2 separate regions of the Pan troglodytes genome follow, and region 1 is linked to region 2. Evidence: chromatin contacts called from public Hi-C data. All regions are on one chromosome and are shown on one strand. The core of a region is the stretch at or near the end of the contact, and the rest is flanking DNA. Distances in the headings are between cores, read along the strand shown.

Region 1 (6,807 bases), core at 927-3,426, 280 kb before region 2:
GCCTTGTCTCCTGTCTCCCAGGCCGCTGTGCTTTCGTCTGTATCTCAGTTCCCTTCATCATCTGTTGCTGCAAGCTTATTCTCATGGGATCCGTTTATGGGACACATTGGGCCACCAACAATTAACCCCTCCATGCACTGATAAGGAATGTGACCAAAAAGATTAATCCATTTGGTGAGGTGACCAAGTGATTATGTAAACAGCCGTGTTGATGAACAGAATCTATCTTCAAAGGTTATGACAGTATTATACACACAGCCCTCATGCTGGGCATTTGGCTTGATGGAGCTGTCTGCAAAATTATTCTTCAATGATTCATCTACCAGATTATTCTTCTCAGACCCTTTCAAGCAGAACCGACACAGAACTGGTGTCTGCGTTTCTTTGGCACTGGGTAGGTAGGAGCTGTTTGCTTTTCTTACTCGCTTCTGACTCCCTTTGCCTTGGGATTTGGGTCCTATCCCCGAAAGCCCTAGTCCCAGACAACCTTTTCTTTACCTGCTTCAAGCTTAGAATCAAGAGAGCAGTTCCTGACACTCCCTGGGAATCTTGGCTTTACCACAATTCTAGCTTTTGAACATTTCAATGGAGGATTAATTGTTATTCATGCTGTCATTGTTATGTAGGTCATTTTTTCTTTGGATCAAGTTGACGGGATTTTATTATCTGTGGAAAGCAGCCATATACCAGAATGAAGAATACTTTCGATTGATGATTTAGCTTAAAAATAGTTTCCTCTTTTAATAAGCCTTATTCAGGAACAAATGACCCCAGAGGGAAACTGGGTGCTTATCTAGTAGCCTATGTATTTTGCAGAGAATTTCTAGAAATGTGTGTATTTTGAAGAAAAGAAGAGGGGCTTTGGCTGTTTGGTCCTGGAGATGGGTCTAGGAGCCTGGGGTGGGGGCATCTATTGGTCTCTCCTAGCTGACCCCTGCCCAGAGAACTGCAGTGCCCCTTGCCCAAATAAAAGGTATGCCCGAGTGGCTGAGTGGGTGTTTCTAGTTGGATTACTGCAGGCTCAACATTAGATTCACCAAATCATTATTTAGTACTTGCTCTGTGCTGGGCAAAATTTCATTGATGTTATCGGAGGAATATCTAGGCAAAGAGAGGAGACCTCACTTATAAAAACTAAAGGCCTTGTCACGTCAGATTTTTTTTTTTTTTTTTTTTGAGACGGAGTCTCGCTCTGTCGCCCAGGCTGGAGTGCAGTGGGGCGATCTCGGCTCACTGCAAGTTCAGCCTCCTGGGTTCACGCCATTCTCCTGCCTCAGCCTCCCAAGTAGCTGGGACTACAGGCGCCCGCCACCACGCCCGGCTAATTTTTTGTATTTTTAGTAGAGACGGGGTTTCACCGTGTTAGCCAGGACGGTCTCCATCTCTTGATCTCGTGATCTGCCTGCCTCGGCCTCCCAAAGTGCTGGGATTACAGGCATGAACCACTGCGCCCGGCCCAGATTTCTTTTTAAAAGGCAGTTAGGGATGGCAGTCTTAAACAATGAGCTCCCCTAGTGCCCTTCCAATGGAGAAGCACAACGAGCATCTAATTTGTAAATACCAGGTCTTACACGGTGAGTGGGACTAGGAGAAGGCATCGACTGCACGCTGGGGTCAGTTGCCTGGGAGCGAATCCAGCTCCACTCCCTGCTGTGGCCTTGAGCAAGTAGCACTTAACCTCTCTGAGCCTCTTTCTGCATCTGAAAAATGGGATTTGTCGTGACCCCACTCATAAGGTTGCGATGGGCATGTGCCCCCTGAGAAACATCAGTAAGGTGGCAAGGGTGGCGAAGACGCTGTTCCTCGGGTTTTGTTCCAACGACGAAAGCTAAGTTCATCAAGCCACAAGAAGAAACCTCAGATTTTTTTTCCCGCTAGGAAATGTGAAAATTGAAGGTTTCCTTTGAAGCCTTGTGGCAGAAGCTTCTGAAAGCCGAGTCACAGATCTGGCACAGTGCTGTCCCAAACGCCGCTGATGTGCAAACGGTGGCCCCCGTCCCCGTAGGGAGGCCAGAATGGGACAGCAGAGATTGCGGCAGGGTGTCCGGTGAGCAGGGGACCCTCACGGACGGGTCTAGACGCGAGACTAGGATTTATTTATTAATTCTTTCAACAGCGGCGGTGGAATCAAGATGGCCTAGAGGGCGCCAGGGGGCGCTCTGGAGAGGACGGACGGCAGATCCGAATGGGCCCCGAGGAGGGCGGCGCCCCGGGTCACCCGCGACTTCTGCGGAACCCGCCTTTGCTGCGCAGTTTTCGGGATTCGCGGGAAGAAGGCGCAGCCTCCCAGGCCCAACTCTCTCCCCAGCACTTTCGCGTGGAAAATCTTCAGGAAAATGAAATGTAGCTCCCCGTATCCCCTCTCCCCAAAGATGTAAAGGACTCTGGAGCGGGTGCGAGGAGCAGTTCCTGTTTCATTACGAGCGCCCCCTCTCCAGCCCGGTCATTGTAGTGCGAACCAGAACAGTCAAATTAACAGAGGCACTCAGGAGCCTTTTAGTGCTACTGTTCCAGGAACTGAAGAGGCCTCGGTATGGGAATCCCCACAGAGTAATAAACAGCACGTGGTTGGAGCGCCGAGGAGGAGACTCGCTCCACCTGGTGGCGGTGATGTCCTCTCGCAGGAGGTGGCAGGACACAGAGGCTGGCGGCCACAGACGGGATCTGTAATTCAGTGCCCGCCATCACGCACCTCGGCCTGGCCCTGTGCAGCTTGGAAGCTGGAGACGGAGAAGGTGGAAAATGAGAGTTCATGGAGTGTCGGGCCTAAGCTGAAGGAGGCGGCGCTGCACGCACAGACGAAGGAAGGCGGCCCAGGACGGCTGCTTGGTGTAGAGGCCACAGCCCAGCACGGGCGGGGCGGGGCGGAGCGGGAGGATGGGCGGGAACGGCGCTGGGTGTTCCTGCTTCCTCCTCTAGCTCGCAGCCTTTCATAGGAAATTAAACATTCAGCACCGGAGGACCGACCGGGAACTCCATCATTTTGATTCCAGCCTGGTGCCCAGGGTCTGGAATCAAAATCCCTGAGCGCTCGCGGCCCTGGGGCGGGGCTGAACCCTGAATGATCTTAGTCTGTTTTAATAGGAGAGTTGCAAACAGTGGGGGCTTCCTCTTTATTGCTTGGGCAAGGGTGTGTGTGTCGGGGGGTGGGGGGGGCGGTGTGTATCTATGTATGCATGTGTGAGTGCGTGTGTGTATGTGGGTGTGTGCACGCGTGAGTGTGCATGTGTGTGGGCGGGTGGGTGTGTGGGGTGTGTGAGTGGGTGTATGTATGCGTGTGTGTGAGTGTGAGTGGGTGTGCGTGTGAGTGTGTGTATATGAGGGGATGTGTGTGGAGATGGGTGGGTATTTGTGTGTGTGTGTGTGTGAAGAAATAGCCTTTGTAAAACGAGGTCAAAAAATACCTTTTATTACTTTAATGTTATAAAATAACTGTAGTTAACTTGCAATCCTGTCTAACCTACATTTCCTTTTAAAGGCCATTACATTTTGTTTTATTTTAAAGCTGTGAAGATAGTATGTGGAGAGTTTGCATCTCATTATTTCTTCATTTGATGCTTGACTAATTCAGGCCCTAAATTCCAACTCAGAGAGCAGTCTAAGACGCTAGCAGTCCTGTGTGGGTGCATCTTGGCCAGCTACTCTGGCGGAGGCATACATCTCATTCACACCAGCAAGGGGAAAGGCTGGATTAGGAAAACGCAAGATGTGAGTCCTGTACTTTTCTTACAAGTATTGCTACCATTAGATGGGTATTTATTCCTGGCTCCCAGCAACCTTGTCTGAGAATTTTCACTTTTGCATAGAAACAAAAAAAGGGTAGGGGAATATGGAGCTCAAATATTGTGAAGCAATCTGAAAATCAGCAAACATTACTGAGCACTACTATGTGTAAGACAAGGTTGCTGATTATTAAGGGCTTATATTATTATCAGCAACAGAAAACCAATTCTCAAAGTCATTAGAAAAGACAATAGATCAAGCAGTGAATTATGCAATCTGTGCAGCAAAGGCTAAACATATTGACAGGAACATACATATAGACCAGAATTATTAGGCAAGGCTTTACAGGATGGAGAATTAAAGGCAGGGAAAGATTTAGATGGATGGAGGGGAGGAGAGGGGAATTTGAAAACTCACATGGAGATCCAAGGATAAGAGCAGAATGTTTATTGTTACGACAAGGCTAGAAAAAAAATGAAGGGTACAAAATATTATGCATGGTATAATTCCAGTTCTGGAAAAACATGTATTATTCATGTGCAAAGAAAAAAGACTAAGCAAATGCATCAAAATGTAAATCATGTTTAGGATGTGATAGATTATGGGTGATTTTTAGTTTCCTCTTTTTACTTTTTGGTATTTCCTATTTTCAATGAAATGATTTATTCTTATCACTAGAAAAGAAAATGTTGTTCCTTATTTGGAGAAGGGCCGGCTCAGGTGCTGGTGGGACAGTGGGACACTCAGCACACAGTGAGCCTGGGGTGCAGGGGAATCCAGAGGCCCAGGCAGCAGAGACAGAGGGCAGGGGATGGTGCTAAGCCAGGGAGTGGGTGGTGTAGGCTGTCTTTGAGACCTGGGCAGCAGGAGTGAGCATGGTGACCTGAGGAGGAAGGGACCAGCTCTGAGGTTACATCAAGGTGGCAGAGCTCCCAGCTTTCCTACAGCCCCAGCCTGTTTTCTCTGGGGACAGTTACAATGAGTAACTTAGACCCCGTGGGGTCATAGACAATCAGCAATGGGCCAGAGTAGGCTTTTCTAGAAAAATAGGGCAATTGCACAGTCAGCAAAGGGAGGATTAGAAATCTCACAGCTGGCAGGTTGGGGGCACCAAGGACCCCTCCCCTCTATAGGATTGGATGCTAGGGGCATACATTTCCTAGTTCTGACATTCCCAAGTCATCAGGCCTGTTGGGATTAGGACTAAAGGCTTGTTAATTGCCTACAAAAAGTCACTAGTGGGCAGGACCAAGGGTGTATTAGTGTGTTCTCATGCTGCTAATAAAGACATACCCGAGACTGGGTAATTTATTAAGAAAAAGAGGTTTAATGGACTCACAGTTCCACATGGCTGGGGAGACCCCACAATCATGGCAGAAGGCAAAGGAGAGCAAAGGCACATCTTACATGGTGGCAGGCAAGAGAACATGTGCAGGGGAACTCCCCTTTATAGAACCATCAGATCTCGTAAGACTTATTTACTATCACAAGAACAGCATGGGAAAGAACCACCCCCATGATTCAATACCTCCCACCGGGTCCCTCCCACAACATGTGGGAATTATGGGAACTACAATTCAAGATGAGATTTGGGTGGGGACACAGCCAAACCATATCAAAGGGTAAGGTGAAATCCCACCACGCTGTGCAGTCTCCACCAGGAGAAAATGGACTTGTTTCAAGTGTTGAGCTCAGGCCTGGTGGTTCACTGAGAAGCTCAGCTTGGTCAACAGGACACAGTTCTCCGAGGCAGTTGCCACAAAGAGACTTGCAGAAACACTGAACGACTTCTGACTGTACGGTGGACATGGGAGGCCAGAGTGATTAAAGTGAAAGTGGGACCCCAAGGCCAGTTCTAGGGGGGACAGAGCTGGAGAGGTTTTGCAGCTTACTAATAATTGTGATGAAAGATTAATAGAGTATTGATCATTTACATTCATAGAAGTACATTTCTTTACCTAATCCACAGAACAGTAACATCATGAGCTCAAAATCTTTTTAGCTAGAAGCCTGTGTCGTAGGAAACTAGAATGGAAGTGCATTTGGAAGAGCAAAAATGTCCTAGTCGGGCGAGCAGCGGCTGCAGCATTGACTCTGGGTCCTGAGCAGAATGCGGCCGAAGTTCCTGTTTCCACCTGGAAGTAGCCGGGCTCAGCCCCAAGGACTTCCCTCCCGTTGTGGCCTCCATGCTCAGGGGCCACTGAAGGGTCATCTTTAGGTTACTCTGTTGGTAACTTGTGAAATTTGGGCTCACTTTTTTGCTCCAGCCGCTTGAGACCAGTGGAAGGAAAGAAATGGGGGCCCTTCACCCTCGAGTGGACCCCACCTCTAGAACCTTGGAAAGAGAGCCTGGCCCTACAGCCAGCCAGCCCCAGCTCCGCAGCCAGCCCTCCACACCCCCTGCCTTCACGCTCTGTGAGCTCAGGCACATCCGGGGGAGCTAGTGAGTCTTTCACCTACACTCCTGACCAGATGCCTTGAACGAGATTCAGGAGAATCCCACACTATGCTGAACTCTGCTGTCTAGAAAATAAGAGTGGTGAAGGCGGGGTCAGGGCAGAGGCTCCACCTTTCCTAGAGCCCCAGATTGCTTTCTCTGGGGACACTTATTTAGAATTTGTGACCCATCTTTATGCAGAATAGAATGCCCCCCTGTCCCTTGAATCACGGTATCTACCACCGTTTTGCTTAATCACAGAACAGTGACTTTTCTGTGGAAATAGAATTTCTGTTTCCATAGGAGTGGTGACATGAAAGCAGCGAGAATTTGCAAAGTCTTAAAATGAATTTGCAAAGGAATCATTTTTAATGTAGTTTGTGCTGACATGTTTCCAGGACTTGAAAGTGAAGAGACTTTTTGTTATGATTACTCATGGCACAACAAACATAGTAGGTGCTTTATAAACATGTGTTGCATGAGTGAGTTAATGACCCAAAGTCATAATAATAATTATAAGACTTTTTAAGTTTAAAAATACTGAAAAAGGGCTGGGCACGGTGGCTCACACTTGTAATCCCAGCACTTTGGGAGGCCGAGGCGGTTGGATCACCTGAGGTCAGGAGTTTCAGACCAGCCTGGCCAAC
Region 2 (7,568 bases), core at 1,465-3,964:
TATCTCTACTAAAAATACAAAAATTAGCTGGGTGTCATGGTGTGTACCTGTAATCCCAGCTACTTGGGAGGCTGAGGCAGGAGAATCGCTTGAACCCAGGAGGCGGAGGTTGCAGTGAGCTGAGATTGTACCACTGCACTCCAGCCAGGGCGACATCTCAAAAAAACAAAAACAAAACCAAAGCACTCTGCAAGCTTCCTGGCTAACTCTTGTACATTGCAGCAGGGGAAGTTTGATGCCTCTGAGGGCGATGCCAAAGCCAGGCGGGCTGCTGGGGTGTGAGCATGGAGTAAATGCAGCAAGGTCACAGATGACGGATGATGACTGCGGTGGGAAAACCCACATAGGGGCCTGCAAGCACGTCTCAGGAAGAGCTGTCTTGCTAGGGGCAAACTTACGGTAAAAGGATGACGCCATCATTTGATAAAATGTTCTGTCATGCTTTTAGTGGCAAGTTTTTAACAATAAAGCAAAACACTCACCATGAACCAAATGTTAAAATCAATGTCAACCAAGTCACATCATTTCCTGTTCCACTTGGTTTTGAAATTCAACTTCTCCTTTATTTAAAAATGACATCAAAACCAGTCTTCTCTTGAAGAGGTAATTTAGGAAATGGAGCAATTTACTGTGGTTTTAGAGGATGTAAAGTGCTCCGTGCAGTTGGACATGTACAGGGCAGCAGCTGGAGGCATGAGGATGTAGAGCCGTCATTCAATGTGGTCCCCGGGCCAGCAGCAACTGCACAACATGGGAGCTCCTTAGAAAGGCAGGATCCTGGACCTCACCCTGTTTCAGAACCTACATTTTTTTTTTAATTTGCAAAAATTTATTCATATACAAATGTGCAATGTCAATAAAATGACCAAATAGGTTTGTTCTTGAAACATTTTCAATTGAATGGGAATTAAGTGCTTTTGAAAAGTGACAAAATGATCATACAGTGAAGTTGTCTCTTTCTTTATATAACAAGCATAAATCAGGTACTAACTCTTGATTTTACTCTGAATTAACCATGACATACTAAATGAACTTGGGCTTCAGGCAGAACCTACATCTTAAGGCGAGCTCCAGGCGATGGGTATGCACATTAAGGCTTAGGAAGCACACTGTTCTAGGTAACAGCTCAGGTCTCTGGGCTTAGCACTACAGGGAGAACGTGACTAGGAAATGCAGACTTGGGTTCTGATCTCAGGCTTACCACTAAATATCTGCTGTTTCCCACAGCCCTGCCCGCTTCTCAGGACTGTGGGGGACCAAATGGGATCCTTATTAACAAGGTCCTGTAAGATCTGGGTCCAGCCTGCCTCAGACCTTATCATGTACTACTTTCTATTTTGAGTTGGGCTTTCTAACCAGGCTGACCTCAAGTAGAGCTTGTTTCTGCCTCACGGCCTTTGCACAGGCTGTTTTCTCTGCCTGGAACACCCTCCCTTTTGACCTCTGCACTGCAGCTGCCTCCTGTTAATCAGATCTCAGCCTAAATGTTGTCTCTCCAGTGAGACCCTCCAGGGACTGCACGAGTATCAAATACCTTTGTCAAGAAATAAAACCTCCCCAGGCTGTGCGCAGTGGCTCACGCCTATAATTCCAGCACTTTGGGAGGCCGAGGTGGGTGGATCACCTGGGGTCAGGAGCTCGAGACCAGCTTGGCCAGCATCATGAAACCCCATCTCTACTAAAAATACAAAAAATTAGTCGGGTGTGGTGGTGCGCACCTATAATACCAGCTACTCGGGAGGCTGGGGCAGGAGAATCTCTTGAACCCAGGAGGTGGAGGCTGCAGTGAGCCGTGTTCACACCACTGCCACTCCAGCCTGGGCAACAAGAGGGAAACTCCGTCTCAAAAAAGAAAAAAAAAAAAAGACCTCCCTTGCTTTCCCCTACTGATTTCTCTTGGAAATGACAGCAATGTTACCCTGATTACTCTCGCAGCCCATACCCTGCAAATGGAAATCTGCCAACTTCAACCAGGAAGAAAAGACTGGAATGCAGGTTGCTTTTTATAGCATTTCAAGGAAAGATCATTCATTCACTGCCTATACATCCTTCCTTCCGGCATCACTGTGAGACTCTGCATGCACATTAATTTCATCCATTCCTCTTGAAAAAGTGAAGGACTTAAACCAGAAAAGCGGCCATAGGTCACAATACAAGATGGTTAACGTCACTCTGTTAACAGTGCCTTGGCCAAGGACAGCCAGATGGCCCGGAGGCTGACTTGGCAAAGCTGCTGGAGAGTTGGGGAGGGCTGCGGGTTAACAGCAGGGAGCACATACTTCATTAAACTACAAGCCGGGAGCCGTCCAGAGGTGCCTTCTGCTGCAGAATGGAAATTTAATAATGGTTTATTGGTTTAGTTGTGATTTTCAATTAAGCATGACAGAAATTGGTTTTAAGTCCAATATTAGAGGTTCTAAAATGTTAGTTTACACAGTCTAATGATGTATGACGGGAGAAGGCCACAGCTGTTTTCTTTAATCTATTTACAATCTTCGCAGCAGAAAGGCTAAATGAACTCTCCTACCATTATCAGGTCAGGGCTAAATGCAGCCCCGATCACAGGCAGTGATGCCTTCTTATGAACTACTTCTGCCTGACTTTCCTTAGCTCAGAAAATACTACAAAGGGAAAAGGCATGCTGAGAGCCTCTGCTGCTCCGCCAAGTGTGCAGAACAAACAGTACAATGGCCCCATCTACTGACACGGGCTAAAACAGCAGACAGGACATGCAGCAACACAAGCAATCCTGCCTCGAGCTCCGCTTCACACCCGTGACCCACAGCACTGCTGAGGAATGTCTGATGCCTAGTAAACTACTTTATTATTGTCCTCAGGCACAACGTGATACGAGGGGTTTCTAGTATTTTCTCTAGGGTTCCAGGTCTTCATTCTTGTTTACGCCTAGTGTGCTTTTTTTTTTTTTTTTTTTGGAAATGGAGTCTCGCTCTGTCGCCCAGGCTAGAGTGCAATGGCACGATCTTGGCTCACTGCAAGCTCCACCTCCCGGGTTCACGCCATTCTCCTGCCTCAGCCTCCCGAGTAGATGGGCCCGCCACCATGCCTGGCTAATTTTTTGTATTTTTAGTAGAGATGGGTTTAGTAGAGATGGGGTTTAGTAGCCAGGATGGTCTTGATCTCCTGACCTCATGAGTTTATGCCTAGTTTGTTTTTTTTTTGTTTTTTGTTTTTTGAGACAAAGTCTCACTGTCACCCAGGCTGGAGTGCAATGGCACGACCTCGGCTCACTGCAACCTCCTGCTCCCAGGTTCAAGCGATTCTCCTGCCCCGGCCTCCTGAGTAGCTGGGATTACAGGTGCACACCACCACACCCAGCTAATTATTTTGTATTTTTAGTAAAGATGGGGTTTCACCATGTTGGTCCGGTTGGTCTCGAACTCCTGACCTCATGATCCGCCCGCCTCGGCCTCCCAAAGTGCTGGGATTACAGGCTTGAGCCACCATGCCTGGCTGTTTATGCCTAGTTTTAAATTAGCTGGACAGCTCCAGATGCAACTAGAGGTGCAATGGTTTTGTATCGGATCAAGTGCTGTGAGCCCTTCTCCAGGTCAATCACGTAGTCCCTGAAAAAGAGGGAAACACATTTGCCTGCAGAGCTCCGCTGGCCCTCCATCGGGAGGAACGTGCCCACTGTGAAAGATGCACGCCACTCACCTCTGCTCATCTGTGTCTGGTTCTACCAGTATGTTTTCTTGTCGTTCTCTCACTCTCAGAAACACGTAAGAATCTAGATCTGGTTTGGGAACTGCCAGGAAAACAACAATGTGATTAGGAAATCCTCGGCCAACAAAGTCAACAAAGTAAAAGTTGCTGGGAAGAATGGTATGGCACACTCAGGGTTTAGATAGGAGCCCAGCCCATTCCTACTCTTCTAAGATGCAGACAGAGTGGCTGACCAGGGAGGAAACTGGACACAGATTGGGCCTTTTGTTTTCCTCAGGCAGCCTCAGCAAAATGACCAATTCAGGGTTCCACAAGTCTGGTATGGGTCTGACTTGCTCCTGGTGTTATGGGCTACACTGTGTCCCTGCAGAATTCATATGTTGAAGCCCTAACCCCCAGTATTTCAGCGTGGGATTGTATTCGGAAACAGGGCTTTTAAAGAGGCAATTAAGTGAAAGCGAGGCCAAGTAGTGTGGGCCCTAATCCAATCTGACTGGTGTCTTATAAGAAGAGAATAGGCCAGGCACAGTGGCTTATGCCTGTGATCTCAGCATTTTAATCCAATCTGACTGGTGTCTTATAAGAAGAGAATAGGCCAGGCACAGTGGCTTATGCCTGTGATCTCAGCATTTTGAGAGGCTGAGGCTGGAGGATCAATTGAGGCCAGGAGTTTGACACCAGCCTACGCAACATAGCAAGATTCTGTCTCCACAAAAAAATTTTAAAAATAATAGCCAAGCATGGTGGCACATGCCTGTAGTTCCAGCTACTTGGGAAGCTGAGGTGGGAGGATCGCTTGAGCCCAGGAGTTCAAGGCTGCAGTGAGCTATGACAGCGTCAATCTACTCCAGCTGGGGCAACTGAGCAAGACCTTGTCTCAAAAAATAAAAAGCAAACAAAAAACAAAACTCAAAAGGTGGGGGGGAGGGAGGGGACTAGGACACACAGAGACTAGGATTAGTGATCTTATAAAAGTAGCCTGAGAGTCTGCTTGCCCCTTCCCTTCTCTGTGAGGACATATGGAAGGCGCCATCTATGAGGAACAGGCTCTTGGCAGACACTGAATCTGTGGGGGCCTGGATCCTGGACTTCCCAGTCTCCATAACTGTGAGCAGCCCAAAGGCACTAAGACCCTGTTCCACCACCGCAGGGGTGGCTGTGTGGTCCCCAGCCCCAGCACAGGCTGGGCAGAGATGAATTTCCAGGGCTCGGGTGTACTGGAGCTCGTTTGATTTGGTGTGGCAATTTTGCCTGAGGAGGTCTTGCTTGGATCTGGTGCACTGTGAAACACTGAGGAACATGGGCTTTATCCTGTAAGCCAGGGCCCCCGGTGGGTTGATCCGACGTTAAGGGCTCTGCCTATACCTCCCTTTCCTTGCTCGGCAGCCCTTAGGGGCTGGTGCGAAGAGGCCCGAGGAGGGGCTCCGGCCAAGCTCCCCTTCCCCGGCTCCCCTCCCTCCTCTCTCCACACCCTCCAACCTGCTCCCTCTTCTGAGGCCACAGGGACTCACTGGAGGTCTCCCTAGCCTCCTATTTCAGCCCTCCCCTCCAGCTAGACGGGCCCTGTGCATTCTGGGACCTGTGACGAAGAGACGGCCAGCCCCTCTGAGCAGGGGCAATGTTGGCGTAGGCTCTGCAGTGCTGGTACTCGGGGCTGCCAGCACCTCACAGAGGCTCAGCAGATGGCTACTGAAGGCGAACGCGGCTCCATGCCCGAGTCTACAAGCACCAGTGCAGTCATGGGGCTCAGCCCACCCCAGGGAACAAGGAAGCAATGCTCAAATGCCTACCATTGGATCTGCTTTCCGTGATTTTTTTGGTCTTTAGCTAGAATCCTTGCTCTTCTTTCTGTTTATCTACATACTTATTTTTTTGTATTTGGGTAAAAACAGTGAAGAGAGGATCCTACCCTGGGACACCTGAGGATGGGTGGGCCACCTGCAGGGAGAACGTCCTGTTTACCTGCCCGAAAGAGGTCCACCTTCTGTAAGTTAGGGGGCATGTGCTTCAAGGCGACATTTTTCAGATAGGACTCTGTGTTCGCCATGAACCTGAAAGACATGGATTCAAATCGCTGTGGTGTACACAGCTGATGGACGTCCAAGGTTAGCAGGCAGCAGCGCACAGGCCTCTAGGACAGGCCTCATGCTGAACCAGCCAGGTGCCCCACGCCAACGGCTCACTCACTCACTCTCTGGCAAAGGCCAACTCTTCCGGTGAGAGGCTGGAAGGCTCCCCCTCAGGACGTGTTTTTTCCTTCTCAAGGACATGAGGGAAAAACTTCTCTATCTGTGAGGATAAAGCAAAATCTTCATGAAAACATTGGCAAAAGTCAAAGAGAAGGATGTGGTTAACATAAAGAGGGTTTACACAACCCTCCCGAGGAAGGACATGTGGCCTGGAGGTGGGATAGGGTGGGTGGAGAGACACACCATAAGACACAGGACAACGTCTCTGAGACACCCTTGCAGGCAAGCTATGGACCTGGGGCTAGGGGACAGCTTGGATTGGGAGACTCCTAAGTGGCTGAACAAAGAATGCTGACTCAATGGGTAGATGTCAAACTGTAGGGAAGTCTTTTGTGAAAGACCCTTGCCACAGTCCAATTAATAATCACATAAGGTTTTGTTTTTTTTTTGAGATGGAGTCTCATTGTGTCGTCCAGGCTGGAATGCAGTGGTGTGATCTCGGCTCACTGCAACCTCCAACTCTCGGGTTCAAGTGATTCTCCGGCCTCAGCCTCCCAAGTAGCTGGGATTACAGGCACCCACCACCACACCCAGATGATTTTTGTATTTTTAGTAGAGATGGGATTTCACCATGTTGTCCAGGCTGGTCTCAAACTCCTGACCTCAGGCGATCCACCTGCCTTGGCCCCCCAAAGTGCTGGGATTATAGGCATGAGCCACTGCACCCAACTGGTCATCACCAGCTTTGGTAAGCATGCCATCAAAAACCTTATGTGGGCCAGGCACAGTAGCTCATGCCTGTAATCCCCACACTTTGGGAGGCCAAGGTGGGTGTGGATCACCTGAGGTCAGGAGTTCGAGATCAGCCTGGCCAACATGGTGAAACCCTGTCTCTTCTAAAAATCAGCTGGGCCTGGTGGCAGGGGCATGTAATCCCAGCTACTTGGAAGGCTGAGGCAACAGAATCACGTCAACCTGGGGGGCGAAGGTTGCAGTGAGCTGAGATCGCGCCACTGCACTCCAGCCTGAGCAACAGAGTGAGACTCTGTCAAAAAAAACAAAAAAACACAACCAAACACATAAAAAAACAAGGGAGTTGATGACATAAAGTATTAAGAGACAGCTAATACATTAGGTGACAAGATCAGGATCCAGAGACAAGGGAAATGGCCCAATTTAATAAGATAAAGCTTAAGAGAGATAAGTATCAAGCCCTACACTTAAGGAGCCAAAACCTAAGCCATACAAGTAGAGGACAGTGACTGGATGGGGTAATTATCATCTTAAAAGGGGTTAGTGTCCACGTGAGTGAAGAATGAGCTCAGGCAGCGTACCTGTCAATATGCTAATGTGATAAATATGCTAATGTGATGTGGTTGGCATTACTACCAGCTTAATAACCAGAATAAGAGAAATGATCATTCTGTTTTTCACAAACTTGGTCAAACTACAACTGGGATACTGTGTTTAGTTTAAGATAGTGTAACTTAAGAAGGATAGAGACAAACAAGAACCCTTTTAGAGAAGAGACCAGGAGAGTAAATGGTTTGAATGGCTAAAATGTGTGCCTGAGAGAAGACTTCGAGGAGACTGTGGGCAGTCTTCAGATAGCTGAGATAGCTGAAGCATACTCATGTAGAAGAGATAATTTATCTTATTTGTAATAACTAAAGAGACACATAGAACCAAATGAAA

What was found. Hi-C and Micro-C count contacts between places; a contact is called where the count stands out from the background.
Region 1: a contact with region 2 is called in a Hi-C map of induced pluripotent stem cells, with 2.2 times the contacts expected there. The contact joins two enhancer-like sites. A contact is called at or near these places in 3 of 7 Hi-C or Micro-C datasets (blood, induced pluripotent stem cells and stem cell-derived neural progenitor cells).

The regions. Positions count from the first base shown.
Region 1 is chr7:50,124,925-50,131,731 of NHGRI_mPanTro3-v2.0_pri, reverse strand. The region is part of intron 1 of ANK1 (ankyrin 1); the gene reads left to right. Among named protein-coding and RNA genes, the nearest start is that of ANK1, 69 kb to the left of the region's middle. Within about 2 kb of position 2,176, at least 16 of the 24 cell types and tissues checked have an H3K27ac peak or open chromatin away from gene starts, as enhancers often do. A contact at or near this core is called in induced pluripotent stem cells and stem cell-derived neural progenitor cells, where this site is marked.
Region 2 is chr7:49,840,722-49,848,289 of NHGRI_mPanTro3-v2.0_pri, reverse strand. GINS4 (GINS complex subunit 4) reads right to left here. Exons shown (of 9, transcript XM_063817054.1): 5 at 5,876-5,973; 6 at 5,647-5,735; 7 at 3,676-3,766; 8 at 3,450-3,584; 9 at 542-1,624. The coding sequence ends at 3,488. Among named protein-coding and RNA genes, the nearest start is that of GINS4, 13 kb to the right of the region's middle. Within about 2 kb of position 2,714, at least 3 of the 24 cell types and tissues checked have an H3K27ac peak or open chromatin away from gene starts, as enhancers often do. A contact at or near this core is called in induced pluripotent stem cells and stem cell-derived neural progenitor cells, where this site is marked.